Regions from separate parts of the Mus musculus genome. Here region 2 is linked to region 1. The links are chromatin contacts, called in public HiChIP or PLAC-seq maps. All regions are on one chromosome and are shown on one strand. Each heading gives the region's core, a stretch centred on a gene start, on an enhancer-like site or on the middle of the called end of the contact. The rest is flanking DNA. Distances are from core to core; before and after follow the strand shown. Region 1 overlaps Vwa3b (von Willebrand factor A domain containing 3B). Region 2 overlaps Vwa3b (von Willebrand factor A domain containing 3B).

Region 1 (2,946 bases), core at 186-2,685:
CTAAAGGTGACAAAGACTTGTGGGCAACTTCTTGTTATGTACACATCCTTTAAGCACACCTGGCACAATCGAAAGGCCTTTTAGAATGCAAAGAGGTAGACAGCAGACAAGAAGAACGAAAAGGCCGTGCGTCTATATTCTTGTCTACTCCTCAAAGGCCAGCACCATTTCTCTGCAGCATCGTGGCGCCAGGGATGGAACCTGGGACTTTGCGCATGCTCAACAAGTGCTTGTCCACTGAGCCATGCCCCAGCCCCTGCCATACCTCATGGCTTCTCTGAAGACCTCAGCTTTCAGGGCCCTTGGCATGAAACTGTGTTGTGCGGCTTTTTCCCAATGATGCAATTGCCATTGAGTCCCTTGTACCCTTTTGAGTAAACCCTATAAACTCTGGTTCCGTGGGCTAGATTCAACGGACCCTTTCTGGGGTTAAGCAGGTGGTTGTTCCCATTCCTGTAGACCTAGGAAAAGTCACAGAAAGATCTCAGGGGGTGTGGCGGTGGGTTTATGTGGGCAAAGACACCTCTGCTCTGTGGTGATTTTAATGTGGACCAGTTTAAAACAGTTCTAGTTCACCAAACCCAGAGGTCCAATTTTAAATTATTAAAAACAGTCGGCCCTCTCTATCCACAGGGCCTATATTCTCAAATTCAACCAACCTAGGGTAGAAAATATCTAAAAATGAACTGCATGGATACTGACTATGAACAGGTTATTTATTGTTATTATTTCCTATCCAATATGATATAAGATGTATTCACACAGCATTTATACTGTGTTGGGTATTATAAATCATCTAGCGATAACATATAGAATTGAATGGGTTTTAATGCAAATGCTGTGTTCTGCCAAGTATCTGTTGAGGATTGTGATGGATACTAGTTGTCTACTTGACCACTTCTGAAATCAGCTGAAAACAAGTCCCTTAGCATTCCTGTGAGGGATTTTCTTGATTGGATCCTTTGAGATGGGAAGACCCGCCCTAAATCTGGGCCACACCTTCTGGAGGCAGCCCACATGAATGGACATAAAGAAGGAAGCTTTTTCTTTTTGCTTGCTTGCCCTCACTCTCACTGGCAAGTTCATTACCCTGTTGCTGAGGCATTCCTTTGCTGGTGTTAGCGCCTACTCCTTCAGGGGTACAATGTAGGCTGAAGACCAGCATCCTCTAGGAATCCTCCGATACTCTAGCACCAGACCTGGGCACCCAGTCTCCTGGGCTGAACTACTAGGAATTCTTGGCCTTTCCAACGGGAGGTAGTCATTGTTGGGCTAGCTGAAGCACAGTTTGTGAGCCACTGTAATAAATCCCCTTTCAATAGATATGTTCTTTCTACTAATCCTCTTTCTTTAGACAATCTTGACTAACACAGGGCTCCTGGGAGCGCCTCCTACAGATTCCAAGGAAATAATAGTCCCAGTGGCTCTCAGAGGTGTGTCTCCAACAAGACTTCAGACTTCAGTTGTGGGTCCTAGCCTGACGTGAGTGAGCTCTCCGCCTGCCAGCGCTGGCCCCTCGTCCAATCTGGCTCCGGCAGGTAAGAACAGCCTCCATTTGTCTCTTGGGTGACTCTGGAGATTACTCTCATACTGACTTTTTTTCACCGTCATTTTCAAAATACAGTACATAAAGGGTTTTCTTCTGAGCGAGAGCTCTCGGTACTCTTCTCTTTCAGGCTCTGGGCTTCCTTCCCCAGCTGCTCAATAACTTCATCGTTAAGCCACTGCCCAAAGAAAACAGGAAATGGGAATCCCTCTGGCCCCTGGGATCTTTTGTTGTTTCTTGGTGGAGGGTTTGTTTGTTTATTTGTTTCTTTTTCTTTTTCAAGACAGGGTTTCTCTTTGTAGCCTTAGCTGTCCTGGAACTTACTCTGTACACCAAGCTGGCCTCGAACTTAGAGATTCCCCTGCCTCTGCCTCCTGAGTGCTGGAATTAAAGGCGTGTATCTCCACCACTTAGCCCCTGAGATCTTAATGTGGCCGCAGCCTCTTTCCGTGGGACTGAGGGACCTGTGACTCACGTTGTATAGTCTGCCATCTTCTGCTGTGTAGATCTGTGGGAACAGGCCATCAGCATACCGAGAAGCCACGAGTCTCCTCAAAGAAGTCACATAATCTGTATTTGTATAAAGACAATCAAAACGGCGTATCAGCAAAGACTCTCTTGTTTTTAAACATTTTCCTCAATAATTTGTAATGCTTTGTATTCTGTCCTAAGTCATAAGGTCTCTCAGGAACTATGATAAACATAAGTGCTTATGACATGCAGAAGTCTTGGAAATCATGTGGGGTGGGGTGGAGTTCATTTCCTGCTTCTTTTAGCTAGAACAATTGAGGCAAAGTTCAAAATCACAGCATGAAAACCGTGCTGCCAGGTGGTGGTGGCACACGCCTTTAATCCAGCACTTGGGAGGCAGAGGCCGGTGGGTTTCTGAGTTCGAGGCTAGCCTGGTCTACAAAGTAGGTTCCAGGACAGCCAGGGCTATACAGAGAAACCCTGTCTCGAAAAAATAAAATAAAATAATAATAAATAAATAAATAAGCAAATAAATAAATAAATAAATAAATAAAAACCGTGCTTAACACCTCGAGTCTTACTGAAGGTTTGGACTTAATTTACATAACTTGGGGGGAAAAAATGGGCACGCATGTTAGTCACCATTTTAATCCCAATACCTGGGAAGTAGAAGCAGGAGGATGAGGAGTTCAAAGCCAGCCTGGGTTAAATGCATATGAGGTCATCTCAATAAACCAAAAATATGGGCGTCCACACGCACACACGTAAGCACACCTGACCGACCCCACACGAGCATGAACACTACACATGCACACCACACCACACACATACAAATCAAAGTTTCAAGAGGAAATGTTGTTCTTGTTTTTTAATTAGCCAAGCATAATGAATAAGTATAAAAATTCAACTTAGGGACTACCTACTGCTCA
Region 2 (2,946 bases), core at 177-2,676, 87 kb before region 1:
GTATTCCTCTAAGGCTGGTAGCATCTGGCCTTCTGGGCTGTGCTGGTGGCATCTGGCCTCTTGGCCTGTGCTGGTGGGATCCAGCCTCCTGGGCTGTGCTGGTGGCATCTGGCCTTCTAGCCTGTGCTGGTGGGATCTGGCCTCCTGGCCTGTGCTGGTGGGATCTGGCCTCCTGGCCTGTGTTGGTGGGATCTGGCCTCCTGGCCTGTGCTGGTGGGATCTGGCCTCCTGGCCTGTGCTGGTGGGATCTGGCCTCCTGGCCTGTGCTGGTGGCATCTGGCCTCCTGGCCTGGCTTCTTTCCCACTTCTGTTGGGCCTCCTCAGTGGAATGTCTGATGTGTTTCCCAGGTTTTCTAGATGGACACTTTTTGTTTGTTTTTATAGCCCTGGGGTTTGAACCCTGGGTACTCTACATGCTAGGCCACTACTCTACCACCAACTTATATATCCCAGCCCCACTTTAAGTTTATGACAGGGTCTCATTAAAGTTCCCAGGCTAGCTATTCTAGTTTACTTTCTGTTACTGTGATAATACATTAGAAAGTACATAATATAAAATAAGCCAGGGTTTATTTCATTGTATTTCATCCTCTGAGTAGCTGACAGGGAAACAAATATTATATAATTTGTTATAATTTATATATTGGAGCCTGTGATTTACTTTGCGCATGCGTGCTCTCTGTGTGTGAAGATCAGCACTTAGACTGGGGTTTTGCCTGAGGACTGTCAGTTGTTCCAATTATTTGTTGAAAAGGTGGTCTTTCCCTCTTGGAATTGTTTTGAACCTCTGTCTAAAAGTCGGCAGGTTTGCTGTGCATGGGAACTCCTGCAACTGTTCCAACAGGGTCTGCAGCTCTTTCCCCACCAGGTTGTTGTCATTAGTATAGGGTGATCTCAGAGCACAGTCCCCTGAGGTCCTTTTGTCTGGTTCGGTTCTCAGAGGGTAGTCTCCTCAGACCAAGAGTTGTTCATATCTCTGATTTGTCCTGATAACAGTTCTAGGTCTCTACATACAAGAAGGAGAATGACGGCCGGGCAGTGGTGGCGCATGCCTTTAATCCCAGCACTTGGGAGGCAGAGACAGGCAGATTTCTGAGTTCGAGGCCAGCCTGGTCTACGGAGTGAGTTCCAGGACAGTCAAGGCTATACAGAGAAACCCTGTCTCGAAAAACCAAAAAAAAAAAAAAAAAAAAAAAACGGAGGAGAATGAGCAGTAAGCACGGTTTCCTACAGAAGAGCTCCCTGAGTTGATGACCCACAAATGTTGCATGTTCTGTCCTTGGGTTTTCAATTGTTCTTTGAAGCTGCAATGCCTGGTTAAGGGGGTGTGTAATATTCACTTCCTCACCTGCCTTTACAAGGAAGCCAAGCTGCCCTAAGGGAAGGTGACCTTCCTCAGCCTACCCCAGAGTAAGGGGTGTGGCTTTTAGAATAATAAACAGCTGGAAGCTGGAGCTGAGGCAGGAAGTACTGCAGGACTTCCAGGCAGGCAGAGATGCTGAGGGAAACAGGAGGAAGAAGAATGGAGGCTCGGCTGGAGTTGAGCAGAGCTGGAGTCCGGCTCTGAGGAACCATGTGGAGAGATGAAATGGCGGAGAATTGGACACTAGCTGAGAGACTGAGTCAGCAAAAAAAATAAATAAATAAAAATTAAAATCCCAATGCCTTTAAACTATACAGATGTCTCCACGCCTTAACTGAACCTCAAGCAGGAGCCTTAAAAACCTGGCAAACATTGAAATCACATCCTCAGGCCAGGGCTAGAGGGTCAGGGAATACTTTCAGTTACTCTGTCCCCTTTCCCCATCAGTGTGAATTATTTTATCAGATGGTCACATAGTTGCATTCCTTGAGAAGTTAAGAGGTAGCTAGTTAAAGGCCAGTATACGTGTGGTCTGGAGACATGGCCCAGTGGTTAAAGAGCGCTGGCTGTTCTTGCAAAGGACCCAGGTTCTATTCTTGCTTTGTTTTGTTTGTTGTTTTTGTTTTTGTTTTTGTTTTTGTTTCAAGACAGGGTTTCTCTGTGTAGCCCTGGCTGTCCTGGAACTCACTTTGTAGACCAGGCTGGCCTCGAACTTAGAAATCTGCCTGCCTCTGCCTTGCACCAGGGTCTATTCTTAACAGCCCTGTGGTGCTAACCATCTGTAACTCCAAGGCATTTGAGGCACTCTTCTGACCCCCATAGGCACAAGCATATTGCACGTAGACATACACGCAAACAAACACCTACACACAAAAGCAACAACTGAGGAGGAGGTGGAAGAGGAAAATGAAGAAGATCACAACAAAACTTACTAAGATCCTTGGGCCATTAGCCATGATAGGAGTTCCTGGCTTGTACCTGTGACCTTGATCCAGGCTCACATTGTCACAAGTTCTGAGATCCTCAGGCCACATTTGGACCAACCTTGGGGCATCATTACTGCACCAGCTGCTTTGCTTAGTTTTGTGTATGGCTGCAGTTCTCCCAGCTCAGGAGCTGATCTTTGAGACTCGTAACACTCTAATGAATGAATGCACGAACGAATGAATGAATGAGTGAACCATTTCCTCAGTGTGCCAAGTTCCCACCTGAGTATCCTGAATGGGATCCTTGCAGCCAAAGTTATAAGCTCGGAACTCGCCTCCGGTCAAGGCAGCAAGCTCCTTCAAGAACTCGTTCGCAACCTCATCGTTGTAACTGAAGGAGATGGCACAGATGGGGATGTTCTGAAAGAGTTTGACGTGGTCCATCACCATTTCTGGTGGCTGAAAAGATAACAAGGAGAATTTGAAGCCCTCTTCTGGCCCCCATACGTATCAGGCATGCATGTGGCAAACAGACATACATGCAGACAAACACCTATGCACAAAAGCAGTAATACAACATGTTTTTGGAAAGGGTAAAAGAGAAAGACAAATGATATAGTGTAAAAAAATAAATTCTTAGTATTTTCCACAGGTGGT

What was found. HiChIP or PLAC-seq counts read pairs in DNA pulled down with a chosen protein or histone mark.
Region 2: an H3K27ac HiChIP or PLAC-seq map of embryonic stem cells shows a contact between it and region 1, with 13 read pairs. The contact joins two enhancer-like sites. A contact is called at or near these places in 7 of 484 Hi-C or Micro-C datasets (8-cell embryo, Th1 cells, embryonic stem cells and 2 more), 3 of 115 datasets of contacts at active chromatin or transcription factors (all in embryonic stem cells) and 2 of 9 other capture datasets (adipose tissue and pancreatic islet).

What each region holds. Positions count from the first base shown.
Region 1 is chr1:37,041,465-37,044,410 of GRCm38.p6, reverse strand. Vwa3b (von Willebrand factor A domain containing 3B) reads right to left here. Exons shown (of 28, transcript NM_001370828.1): 3 at 2,022-2,116. It overlaps Gm39626 (a long non-coding RNA gene), which reads left to right. Exons shown (of 3, transcript XR_865352.2): 2 at 1,355-1,538; 3 at 1,677-1,844. Among named protein-coding and RNA genes, the nearest start is that of Gm39626, 3.4 kb to the left of the region's middle. Within about 2 kb of position 1,435, at least 26 of the 459 cell types and tissues checked have an H3K27ac peak or open chromatin away from gene starts, as enhancers often do. A contact at or near this core is called in embryonic stem cells, where this site is marked.
Region 2 is chr1:37,128,686-37,131,631 of GRCm38.p6, reverse strand. It overlaps Vwa3b (von Willebrand factor A domain containing 3B), which reads right to left. Exons shown (of 28, transcript NM_001370828.1): 14 at 2,572-2,748. Among named protein-coding and RNA genes, the nearest start is that of Gm37020, 20 kb to the left of the region's middle. Within about 2 kb of position 1,426, at least 11 of the 459 cell types and tissues checked have an H3K27ac peak or open chromatin away from gene starts, as enhancers often do. A contact at or near this core is called in embryonic stem cells, where this site is marked.